Regions from separate parts of the Mus musculus genome. Here region 1 is linked to region 2. A link is a contact called in public promoter capture Hi-C data. All regions are on one chromosome and are shown on one strand. The core of a region is the stretch at or near the end of the contact, and the rest is flanking DNA. Distances in the headings are between cores, read along the strand shown.

The links. Promoter capture Hi-C pulls out the DNA fragments that hold promoters and counts their contacts.
Region 1: a promoter capture Hi-C map of maxillary cranial neural crest shows a contact between it and region 2. The contact joins two enhancer-like sites. A contact is called at or near these places in 9 of 39 promoter capture datasets (the C10 cell line, the HPC-7 cell line, cranial neural crest and 6 more) and 2 of 115 datasets of contacts at active chromatin or transcription factors (embryonic stem cells and large pre-B cells).

The regions. Positions count from the first base shown.
Region 1 is chr7:126,165,815-126,172,326 of GRCm38.p6, forward strand. It overlaps Xpo6 (exportin 6), which reads right to left. Exons shown (of 24, transcript NM_001311143.2): 3 at 5,216-5,328; 4 at 3,315-3,512. It also overlaps the pseudogene Gm17137. Among named protein-coding and RNA genes, the nearest start is that of Xpo6, 31 kb to the right of the region's middle. Within about 2 kb of position 2,992, at least 32 of the 459 cell types and tissues checked have an H3K27ac peak or open chromatin away from gene starts, as enhancers often do.
Region 2 is chr7:125,768,272-125,774,806 of GRCm38.p6, forward strand. It overlaps D430042O09Rik (RIKEN cDNA D430042O09 gene), which reads left to right. Exons shown (of 28, transcript NM_001081022.2): 6 at 2,301-2,432. Among named protein-coding and RNA genes, the nearest start is that of D430042O09Rik, 64 kb to the left of the region's middle. Within about 2 kb of position 5,125, at least 29 of the 459 cell types and tissues checked have an H3K27ac peak or open chromatin away from gene starts, as enhancers often do.

The DNA.
Region 1 (6,512 bases), core at 1,742-4,241, 400 kb after region 2:
TGGCTATACCATCAGCTGCCCTCCTGAATGGTGAAGTAGCTTAGCTGTGAGGCACCTCTCCCTGACCAGTGGAAGCAGCCCAAGTAAGTGGGGTGGAGCTTTTATCTTGGCAAAGAGAACTCTCAGCAACCAGGTATAATCATGATTCCCACCACTGTTACACTCAAGACTGGCCCATATCCCCAGTCTTCTCAAGTGTACTCAGAAGCAATTTTACCTGGTTCCCTTTGTGCTAACATGGCCATCCCTGAGGCTAAACCCTGATTCTAAGGCATGGCCAAAGTTTGGAAGAGATACCCGATTTGGGATCACCCCTTTTCCCAGGACTGAAAATACTACATGGCTCAACTTCCATTCTACTGTTCCCTGGTCAAGTTGAATTTTAAGAAACAGATCATCTATCAGGTGGCCACCATCATTCTTCTTAGTTTCTCCCGGTTTGTCAACTCTGAGCAGTGACCCTTACCATCATGGGTTTCTCATGACCTGCCAGAGACAGCCAAAATGTTTTAATTACACAGCATGGAAAATATCTAGTAACATCTTCCTCATCTTTGCCATTGTTTTCATCATCACCTGGCAGGCCTCCTTGCCCTCTGGTTCTTGCACCACACCCTGGTATGCCCACTAGAGCTTGCTCACTCAGGCCTTTTCCATCAGTACCACCTCAACACCATGACGATGATGCTGACCTTCTGGACCTACCTCTTTTTGCACATGGTCCACAAGTTCATAAAAGCTAGTAGATGACAAACATACTAACAGAGAAGAAATAAAAAGCTCAGAGAAGAAGGCCACATCTTCAATAAAATCCTAAGAGTGGCTAGGGAGATGGCTCAGTGAAAGAATATACAGCAGGTCTGGAGAAATGGCTCCATGTCCAAGAGCACTTACTGCTCATGTAGAGGACCCAGTTCAGCTCCCAACACAAATACCAGATGCTCCTAACTGCCTACAACACCAGTTCCAGAAGATGCCACACCCAAGGGTATCTGCATTCACACAGTCTCTCACAGATACATGCAAATACACACCAATTAAAAATAGTAAGTTTTTAAAAAGAGCATATTGCTCTTCCAGAGAACCTGAGCTCAATTCCCAGCACCCACATTAGTGGCTCACCACCACCTATACCTCCAGATCCAGGGGATACAACACTCTCTCTCTTCTGGCTTCAGAGGGCACATGTGCACACACTAAAAAATCTTTTTAAAAATCATCATAAGACTGTATAAGTGGTAGGTGGTGGTGCATGCCTTTACCCCAGCACTCAGGAGATGGAGGCAAGCAGACAGCTGTGAATTCAAGGCCAAACTAGTCTACAGAGAGTTCCAGGACAGCCAGGAATATAGAGAAACCCTGTCTCAAAAAACAAAACAGAATGACTGAACCACTGTCCTAGCTACCGCCCACAATAATCTATAAAGTGCAAAAGCTAATCCACTTCCCCTATAGAGGATACCAGGCTCTGATGAAAAGAGAGAGAAAGGGAGAGGACATTCGTTCCCTTCCCTTCATCATCCAGATGCCCTTAAGCCGGACTCTCAGCAGAAGCGAGTCTGGTTATAGCTTCTGCTAGCAGAGCTCTCCCACTCTCTGCGCTCCCTTTCTATTGCTTTTGAGAACCTTCCTCACTTCTGAGACCTTAAGAGTTTGGACCTGGTTGTTTGCCTTTTAACTCCCTGACCTCTAACCAGGGTTGATCTTAGACCTCATTCTGTCAAAGCTAGGACAAGGTTCCACCTTTCTAAGGTTCAAAGCTAGGACAAGGTTCCCAGCTGGGTTACAAACCAAAGCCAAGCTGACTTTAACTTCTTCCTTCCTGAAGCTCAATGAATTAACTGAATGTGGCAGTGTGACCTTCCCACCTCCTCTAAAGCAAGGGCACTTCCTGGAGACCGCTGGACTGCCTCTGCAGCTGCTTTCCCAGCTGCCTCTCGGGCCTCTTCTTTCCTGTCCGTTATTCTAGCTGCTTTGGGTGATTGGGAACTACTTCTAATCTGTACTCACTAAATATTTGGAGTTTCAGTTTCCAAGACACAGTTGTAGCTAGCTAGTACCTAAGGAAACATTTCAGAGCAAATTTTACTGTTGACAGTTTTGGGTTTTTTGGTTTTGTTTTGAAGCTAAAATATAGTAAAGGCTAAAACATGAGAATGTGTCAAGCAAGTAAGAATGGAGTCACACACCTTTGAGTCCAGCATTGGGAAACAGAGACAGAGGCAGATAGATCTCTGCTACTTCCCGGCTAAATAGCACAGTGGTGAAATTCTGTCTCCAAGAGAGAAAACTAAGGAACTAATTATAGTAGACTTTTTTTTTAATTGCCCCCACATAATCCTTTACTTGAAAAAACTGGAGAAAACATTTAATTTTTCATTTTTATTGTTCTTTTATCCAGAAAGGCAATTAATATATAATTAAAATTCTAAACACACTTAGCTTCTGCATCTGACTTAGCAGACAATAAGTACCTTTGAGCTGCAGATCAAATTTAGGTTTCTAGTGAGCCATCCGTTTTTATTACATACCTATTGGGGAAGAAGTAGCCACCCTTGTTTCTCAGTAATCTGGCCTTAGGTAAAATGTGTCCAAAGGTTTGGCTCAGCAGACTTCAGAAATCTGAGGAACGACCTTACAAAAGGGGCACTGACCCACAGACTACAGGGTGGGGAGGAGCATGGTCAGTCTCACCTTATTACTTCCTTTCCCAATGTCCTAGAAAGGTATAAGCAACCTGCAGAGAGCTGGAGGCTGATCACAACACAAACTGCAGATTCCCTACCAACTATCACAATATACTCTTGACTGCCAATGGATCAAGGTAGAACTGAGTCCAAAGAAACTTTAGATAGCTAACATACGACCGCCTGATGATGAAATTTACTCTAAAACCGGTTTGGTCCTGTTTATCAATCCCAAGGCTGTGTAACACACACCCCAGCAGCAAACATTCCACAATACTTCTATCAATGGCTATTTACAGTTTGTGGTTATTTCCTGACAATTCTGAAACCACTAGAACCCTCCTTTCACCGCCATCGCCATCGTATCAGGAGCCAGGCCTTCAGAGGCCTGCTGAGCAGAACTAACTTCACAGGTGCTAAGGAAGTAACTAGGCTCACTCTCCCTCCACTCCCTCTCTCCTCCACTATGCAAAGCTACAGAACATAAAGACAGACAATGTATGAATCCAGCCTACAACACTTACTACTTACTGCAGCCCCAAAGAATAACTATAAAACCCCTCAAGTCAAGGGATATAATCCCTCTGCGAACAATTTATATGACAGTTCCCCCAGGTAGATCCTTACCTGTAAAATGTTAGTGAAAAAGTCATGGTAGAACATGGGCCAATCTTGGCGTCCAATATCAACGATAACTTTGCAGAGTTTATTCCGAATAAAGTAAGGTAAGGTTTTATGGTGAGCCAAGAGAAGTTTGGGCAAGCAGCTACGGATTTCCATCTTATCCTGAGATGGGACCCCAAGCCACATTTTATTGATTAGATTCTGAAAAACAAATACGTATCTTTTAAATTAATGAGCTTTACACAAAATGAATGGTTTTCATTCTATAATTACCTGTAACGTCACATACACACACATCTACCTAGCTCTAACAGTTTAGGACATTTAGCAAAATGATAAACACAAATATTAAAATCTTAGGACAAGCCAACCATTGGACTGAGCACAGGGACCCCAATGGAGGAGTTACAGAAAGGACTGAAGGGGTCTGCAACCCCATAGGAAGAACAGCAATACCAACCAACCAGGTCCCTCCTCCCACCTCAGAGCTCCCAGGGACTAAACCACCAACCACAGAGTACACAAGGAGAAACTCATGGCTCCAGTCACATATGTAGCAGAGGATGGCATTGTCTGGCATCAATAGGAGAGGCCCTTGGTCCTGTGAAGGCTCGATTCTCCAGTGTAAGAGAGTGCCAGGGCAGTGAGGTGGGAGTGGGTAAGTGGGTGGAGGAGCACCCTCATAGAAGCAGGGAGAGAGAGGATGGGATGGGGGGTGGGGGGTTCAGAAGTGAAACCAGGAAAAGGGATAACATTTGAAATGTAAATACATAAAATATCCAATAAAAAAAAATCTGAGGACAAGCTGGACGGTGGTAGCACATGCCTTTAATCCCAACACTCAAAAGGCAGAGGCATGTGGAACTCTGTGAGTTTAAGGCCAGCCTACTCTACAGAGCAAGTTCCAGGACAGGACAGGGCTACAGAGAGAAACCCTGTCAAAAAGAAAAGAAAAGAAAGGAGGGGAGGGGAGGGGAGGGGAGGGGAGGGGAGGGGAGGGGAGGGGAGGGGAGGAGAAAGAAAAGAAAAGAAAAGAAAAGAAAAGAAAAGAAAAGAAAAGAAAAGAAAAGAAAAGAAAAGAAAAGGAGGAGGAGGAGGAGGAGGAGGAGGAGGAGGAGGAGGAAGAAGAAGAAGAAGAAGAAGAAGAAGAAGAAGAAGAAGAAGAAGAAGAAGAAGAAGAAGAAAAAGAAATTCTTAGGATAAAACAATCTCATCTCTCCTATCTCTAGGAAGATATACTGAACAATTTAAGATACAGTAAGTTGTATGTATAAAAACTTGCTATTATATCATTGTTTCCAACATGTCTTATTGGCCATCTGGCCACCATATAGTAACAGAAACAACTGTAATGTTCAAATATAAGTGAACAAGCCAGACATGACAGCACACATGTGTAATCCAATCACATGGGAGACTGAGGCTGGTGGGTGGTAAGTCTGAAGCCAGCCTGAGATAATTACCAAAATACCACTCCCTATCCCATAAAGAACAAATGGGTTAATGAGTACTGCAGACCATAGCAGAAAGGACAGTGGAAAAGAGGTTGATGTGACATGCCCAGCAGACAAAGCTTGGACGAGAGTTAGCATGAGTAGTTCCATGGCTGGAAGATGGTAGCAATACAAATACTCCATCCAATGTGTCTAGCTATCTTTGTCTTTCAAATGACAAAGGAAAAAGGTAAGTCACCAACTATGACCTACCCAGCAGACAAGAAAAGTCAACCACCTTCCTCATCTTTTTGGAGTCACAGCTCAAAAGATGTCCCCAGACACAAGGTGCCACGTGGGAGGGTCAACCTACTGCTTCTCAGACATCTATATACTACAGCGAAAACCTGGTGCCAATAGTGTACAATTCCACTGTGATTTTCAGGAATATAAAACGACACAACAACTTACCTCAAAAACCGTTAAGCTGTACATCATTACATAGTCATTCCTTGTGCTGGACAGAAAATATAAGCAGAATCTCCAAGCTCCTACTTGCTGGGCAAAGTTATTAAGAAGCTCCTCTGGAAAAGTTAAATAGCACAAAACAAGTCTATAAAAATATATAAAATTAATACAAAGACCAGACTGCCACCATTTGGAAAACATACCAACCTCCCCACATAATACAAATAGTTCAAAAACCAACCACAAAACCCACCTGAAGGGATTATGGGATACTCTTGACACTGGGGTGACCCAACACAGGCAATGGACCCTGCCATCAAGGTCGCTAGCTTTCCTAAAGATACCTTTTGAGAACACAGACCATTGTTCAAGCTCTTATTTAAACTCTATGTGAGATAGCAATCCTTTCCAAAATGTAAAATGTAAAATGACAACAACTAGCCCCCACAGAGATAAGCAATACACACCATCATATTCTATAATTCTTCAGGGACATCTATACTATCCACATGCCCACTGACATGAAGGCTAGAGAAGCAAAAAGAGAAAACTAACATTCCAAGCGGCCATGTGGCAGCTGACAACTGTCTGTAGCTCCAGTTCCAGGGAATTGGACACCTTTTTTTGGCCTTCATGAGCACCAGGCATGAAAGTGGGTGCACAGATATACGTGAAAGCAAAACAGTCATACACTCATAAAATAGAAGTATTTTTTTACATTTCTTAACTTATGTATTTTTACTTCATGTGCATTGGCATTCTGCCCACACTTACACTGAGTGAGAGTGTAGGGTCCTCTAGAACAGGAGCTACAGACAGTTGGACAGCTGTGAGCTACCATGTGCGTGGGTGCTGGGAACTGAACCTGGGTCCTCTGGGAGAGCAGCCAGTGCTCTCAACCACAAGCCATCTCTACAGCCCCAATCAAAAATACAACATATACAAAATAAATAAGTAAAACTAAAAAGTAAAAACCCTAAGAGTTAGAAGAGCAGCCCAGACTATGTATCCAGTCAAATGAAAATGGCACTTTTTCTCTCAGGCCTGACAACATCAGCTAAAACTCAAAATTAGCAAGCATTAATTGCCTAGCTACCCACCATCGCCTGTGGGCACAATGCCTATTAACTACCTTGATACATGCACTAACTATGATCCCTGCCAGCAAGCCTGGCCAGTGCAAGGTCGCCATGACAACACTGCAGCTGACTCCTGTGCCAGCTCCCTGCAACCCTAAGTACAACTCGGCAGTCTCACTAAACATTATTCTACAGAAGGAGGGCTATGAAGACCTGGGTTC
Region 2 (6,535 bases), core at 3,875-6,374:
ACTCAATTCTAAAAGATCCACTGGGATCAGAGGCAGGCAGGAGATTCCAAGAACTAAGGTGCTTTCTCCGGAGGCTAATAACAGGACAGACTGGCAGTCTCTGCCCAGACTTGTCTGGATTTTAAGAAAGAGATGAGGGAAAAGCTAATACTAACTACTACAGGCCAACTGGCAGCATTCAGAAATACAAAGCCCTAGTCTAAGCCCTTCTCTCTTTAGAGAAAGGACCAGAAGGCCCTAAAAGGGGCTGGGTGGCTGGTGATCCAAGCTACCTCCTCCTTGGCCTGACCCAAGTCTGTGGTCATTCTTTTTTCCCATCCTCTCTTTCTGCGCAACAGGCCTCAGTGTTAGGATGTTGTTGAATGTCCCAGGGAGAAGAGCATAGCATGCTTTCCTTAGCCTGGAGAGGAGAACTAAGTAGCAATGTGTAGAGGGAACCCATACCACAGCTGGAGCTAGCCAAGGCTTTGGAGTGAAGAGGAAAGGTGGGACAATGAGGGTGTATGGCTTTAGAACCGCCCCAAGGCATTACACAGTGACCTGCTGGCCCTTCTTGTTTCTCTATTAGGACACCTTCCTTGCTCTCATAGACAGCTGCCTGTTCCATTCTCATCCTTGAGCCACAGAGGGATTGAGGGTGGGAAGGCAAACAAGCCCACAGAGATAGAGGAAAGGGTGTCTGTGGGCTCAGCTGGACTGATAGGGCCCTGGAAGTGGCTCCAATTGGTTCAACAGTCACACATGTTAGAATGTGTAGGAATTAGTATGGAGGCCTTGCGTGCTGGATGTATCAAGTAAGGTCTGGTTTGCTAACAGTGGCTTGAACGATGTGACAGCATGTCACCTTCCAGCTGAGTGAGTCCTTTTGTTCTGCTCAGGTGGGAATCACTAGTGAGCAGGGAGTCGTTTCTAGTATTGGCAGTCTTGGGCCTGAGAGAGAGCTAAGGAGCTTCTCCAGCAGGCAAAGGACAGGACAGGCAAGCAGGCTTGGGGGCTGGGCTGACTGACTCAGCCCTGAGAACAGAGTCTTAACAGCTTCAGGTCTTAGAAGCCAGAGGCAGCTCTAAGTGCACAGGTTAGAGGTTCCCTCTTCTGAGTACCAATTGCCAGTGGTCCAGCACTCAGCAGCCAGTGAGATCCTGAGCTGCAAGCAATCTGGTAGCAGGGAGCAGGCAGCAAGCAGTAGCAAGTGCTCCAGCTCTGGGATTCTAGTGGCTACCATGACTAGTGGTGTAGCTTTCAAACCTTTGTGTCAAGACCATGAGCCTTTGGGGTTGACAGCTTCTTCTAGAAGCCAAGACCTGTAGCATCTTGTCTACCAGCCTTTGTGCCTTCCACAGCCTTGGCTCACAGTCTGCTGTTTCTTTTCCATACTGCACTGTCCTCAGTCATCTCCACCCCACCCACTCTCTGGAACTCTCTAGCTGCTTGCTTTTTCTCCTCCCCCCCCCCCCTCCACTGGCTGCAGCTGCCATCACCTCTGTACTCAGGATAAAAGTCAAAAGTGTTAAAAGCCTTCTATGTGATCTGATGTTGCAACATCTGGGGGCATTGGGGGAGCATTTCCTTGTTAACTCAGAAGGCCAGGTGAGCTGGGCTTGGGGCACTGGCATCATTCCATGTGACCCACTCCTTTTGTTGTTCATATGGGCCCTTTGGTCCTTCCTAGATGCATAGTGATGGGCTGTGTGGAGGTGGGAGATTCTGGAGTGATCCCTAGCCCCCAAAACCTAGCACAGGTATTCCTTTCTCAAAGATGCAAAGAATTCTTGAAAGCAGGGAGGCTGCAGCAAGGACAGCTTGTATAGTTCAAAAAGCTTTACAAGGATTCTGTCCATTTCGTGTTAGTATATCTACAGTGCGTTAGCCAGGCTTTCCCAAACATGAGGTCAGTTAGCTCTTATGGCTTTTGGGGAAATGCTTAACTCTTACAAACATTCTGCAGAAAAATAATCATTAAAAGTCTGACTTTTTCTACACACTTTACAAGTATAAGGAAGAAACAAGCAAAGATAATATGACCTTGTGGAGTCACAACTGCTGAGATGGGGGCAGTGGCCACAGTCGTAATCCTGGTACTTAGGAGGCTGAGACAGGAGGATCACTAGCTTGAGGACAGCCTAGACTGCATAAAGAAACCTGATCTTTGTAAACAACAGCAACAGCAATTCACCCAAATCCTGTCCCGCTCAGGCCCAGCACCCTTGATCCCCTTTTTGTGGCCAGCTAGGCTCGGCTCCTTCCTGTCCTTGAGCAGAATGGTGTCTGTTCTTATTTTAACACTGAATTTCTATGTCCAGAAATCTGTGCAGATCAGAACTGAAGCTGGCTCTCGTCTCCACATTGAACCTCCTCTGGACTGTTCAGAAGATTTTGAATCACAAGAAGATGTGATTGGCAAGCATGAGGATGCCACTGGGGAGCACACACAGGTAGGGGCTGGCCTCAGTTTGTATTGGGGGCTCTCACAAAGTCAGGGTCTGCTGTTGTAGGGCCCTCAGTCAGGCTCTTTCTAACACCTACTTTCTTTGACCTGTGCTCTTCTCTCCCTAAAAAAAAAAGTGTGTATGTGTCAGAATGAAGCATCTGTAGAGATCAAAGGACAACTCTGAGGAGTCAGTTCTCTCCTGTGTGGGTTCCTGGGATTGAACTCAGGTCATCAGACCCATGCAGCAAGCACTTTACCCACTGAGCCATCTTGCCTTCCCTCACCTCACACATTTTGATACACAGAGTATGGGCCACACATCTGTGTTTATGGGTGGGTCAGCAAGCATCCGATCACTCTAAATGAAGAAGGGGCTAAGAGGGGAGGACAAGCCTGGCAGAGAGGAGTAGCTTAGCTATGGAGGCTTTCTAGAAAAGAGTAGAATTTGTCTCTGGCCATGAATACTAGAAAAGAGCCTTGAGGGGCTGAGGGCAGGCAGGGAGTAACCCCACCCACACCTGCTTGTATATGTGTACCTTGGCCTGTGAGGTATTCTGAAGATCACGGTGACTCCAGGCAGCAGAACATCCAGACAGCTGAGTATCTGCAGCTCAGAGCCATGTTGGTGCTGCAGCTGACGGGGGTCAATGACCACCAGTGTGTTTCCAGTAATACTATGCCCCAGACTCCCCTTCCACAAGCATTTCCTGGCAGTGCATTCTTGAACCTTGTCTGTTCTTTGCACCACAGACATGGAAATCAACAAGCACACAAAGTGCCTGTTCTTAACTAGTTTATGTTCCAGGTGAGATAGAAAAAGGCAGGATGAGATAAGACCATTTCAGATATCAGGAAGCTCTCTGAAGGAGACAGAAGAGGGAGCTGGGTGTGGAAGCGCACGTTTATAATGGCACTGTTCAGAGACAGAGCAGGACGGTCCCTAGCAAGGTCAGCCAGGGGGACATAGGGAAACCCTTTTCAAAACAACCATAACAAAAATAAATAAAATCAGAGGGGGAAGTGGACGGCGGGATGTCAGGGGGAGAGTATCATGCACAGACTGTGCAAGAGCACAGGCAAGAAAGCCTTTACAGCTGGCAAGAGGCTGGGCTTCAGGAGCTCAGTGCCAGCACAGTGTGCATAGGAGATCATGGAATGGTTTGAGACACTGAATGAGAAGACAGTGGAGTGGACCAGGAGGTGCATCGTGGGCCTGGGCTAGAATGTGGGATAGGGTTTGACAAGTAGAGTTTAGTCTAAGGCAGTGGTTCTCAACCTGTGGGTCAAATGACCATCGGGAAAACACAGATATTTATATTACAATTCATAACAGTAGCAAAATTACAGTTATGAAGTAGCAGTGAGATAATTTTATGGTTGAGGGTCACCACAACATAAAGAACGGTATTAAGGGCCAAAGTATTAGGAAGGTTGAGAACCACTGTTCTGGGGGGACAGCTTTAATAATTAAAATGAATGAATACATCATTTCTTCTTGTTGTATAGAAGCAACATTCTGGAGAGACTGCAGGCGAAAGTCAAATTGCTAAGTAGAACATGCCCCATTGTTCAACTGTATCACTCAGCTATGGGCCTGCGGATTCATAGCCTCAGACAGGGCCTTCTCCTTCCCTGACTTATGGTTGCTGAAATGTGAATGACAGAAAGAGAAAGGAGCAGGGAATTCTGTCCAAGAAACCTGCTCTGTGTTCACAGTTTTTATTTGCTCAAGCAGAGAAGGAGCTGGGATCCTCCTACCCCACATGCTAGGTGAAAGGGGTCTATGTACACTTGCACAAATTGCACACATGTAGTTTGTTCTCTCTCTTTCTCTCTTTGTGTGTGTGTGTGTGTGTGTGTGTGTGTGTGTGTGTGTGTACACGCTGTAGCTCATACAGGACCTGAGAAGTCAACCTTAGAACTCGGTTCTCCTTCCACCTTTATGTGGGTTCTGGGTGATGAACTCAGGTCACAGGCTTCCACGGCTAGCACCTTTACCCACTGACTTCTCCCGGTTCCTTTCTTCTCGCAGCTCTCCTCCTCGTCTTTTTGAGAGGCTTTACTATGTAGTCCCAGATAGCCTCACAGGCAGGGTTTTCCTGCTAGCACCTCCACACCTGGCTCACGATTTGCTTTTGAACTTACCAACAGCCCCATGCTTGGGATCAGTCTGGATAAAACACACCTTCATTTTCTTTCAGCTGGGATCTTAGCCATGTCCAGTCGCTTATAGTCCTACACCCACACCAGGTCCCAGAGTGCTGTGCGCCGTTTGAGCTGGAGAGCATTGTTTGTCCATGGTGAAGCGCCTGGCACCTTCTGTTAAGTTGATACCTTTTCCTCTTTGGCAGGCTCCCAGCAGCCTGCACAGTGGACTGCAGAGGCCCCCTCCCACCAGGCTTCTCCTGCCCTCAGCGTTAGTAGCCTTAGTAGCAGTCTTTGGTGCACATGCTCAGTTGCAGCCCCTGCCGCTCTGCCAGCACTTCACGTTCCCCACTGTGAGCACCTGATTATATTTCTTTCCTGCCTTTCTCCACATCTTGAGAGGGCTCTCCTTAAGGCTTCACAGTCAATTTCCCCTTGGAGTTATTTCCCTGCAAAGGGGGAGAGAGACAGACAGTGGTGCTACTTGCCTGCCACAGCAGAAAGAAGCCCTGAGAGCTGCCATCTGCACAGGCACAGAAGCCACGCTAGGCATGGCTAAATATACCAGCCCGGCATGAAGCAAGTGAGGCCTGAGCTGGAGCAGAAGGGATCCGCATCCACATAGAGGCTTTGCACCTCCCCTCTGCCGCCGCCGCCGGAACATGCCAGCCTTTTGCTTTCCATCACATCCTGTGAAATTCAGTTCCTTGGTGGCTTTGAGTTGCAGACTGGCATCCTGGAGGCGTGCTCTCTCAGCCCCTGTATGCTGCCTTGTATGGTGCTGTGGGAAGATTCAATGAGCAGCCAACACTGATACAATCAGGAGATTCCATGTGATGATATGAATTGGGGGGGTTCCTTCCTTTAAAAATAGTCAGGTGATTGGGGTCCTCCTCCTTCTCCTCCTTCTTCTTTCTACTCTTCTTTTCCAGCACAAGGACCTACATTGTAGCCCAGGCTAGCCATGAATCATAATGCTCCTGTTTCCCAACTGCTTGATGTGTACTATGTTATACTTTTTTGTTTGTTTTCTTTTTCTTTTTGAGAGATAGTATCACTATGTGGCCTTGGCTGGCTTAGAATTCACTATGTAGGCAAACCTGGCCTTGAACTCACAGAGATCCACCTGCCTTTGCCTCTCAAGTGTTGGGATCAAAGGCATGAATCACCACATTTGTCCATGGTATACTTTCTTATGAGGAATGACTGGGCTGGCTGCTGGAACCAGAGGTGTGTCCCCAAGGTGCATGGTCCATGCCACATACTCCCAGATGCTGAAGATAAAGTAGTTGATAAATAAGCACACAGGTGGGACTTGATGGTGCACACTTTTAATCTCAGCACTCCAGAGGCAGGTACAAGCAGATCTCAGAGTTGGAGGCCAGGCTGGCCTCCATAGTGAGTTTCAGGACATTCAGGGCTGCTAGAGAGCCAAATAAAAGAGCATGTAGTGTGTCAGGAGGTGACAGGGCTCTGGAAACAGCAGATTGGACTGTGGGAACAGGGAAAGACAGGCAGAGGTTCCTGTTTAGTACTGAGACACAGCCTCTTGTGAGGTGAGCAGGCTTGGAGGAGCAGCTGTGAGCAGGACAGTAGGCTGGGGGACTGTGGGGACTGGGGGGTTGAGGCTGGGGACTGTGGCAGAGACAGGGTTTTCTTATGCTGGATAAGAGGCCTCCATAGGGTTCTGACCAGTTTTCCAACTCTAACACAGGGGAGCTCTTTCTAGAGAGTTTGGACCCAGTACCTGGGCCCATGCTATAAGTGTTGTTGTGGGAGACTCAGTCTCCATCTGAGGAAGTGGTTTCTTTAGGAATCAAGAATGAATCCAAAATGTCTAAAATTAAAGTCTTAAAATTAAATTTTTCTTTATTATTATTTGTGTGTGTGAGGGGCAGTACAAGTGTGTCACTCTTCACATGTGTGGAGGTCAAAGGTTAGCTTTCAGGAGTCAGTTCTCTC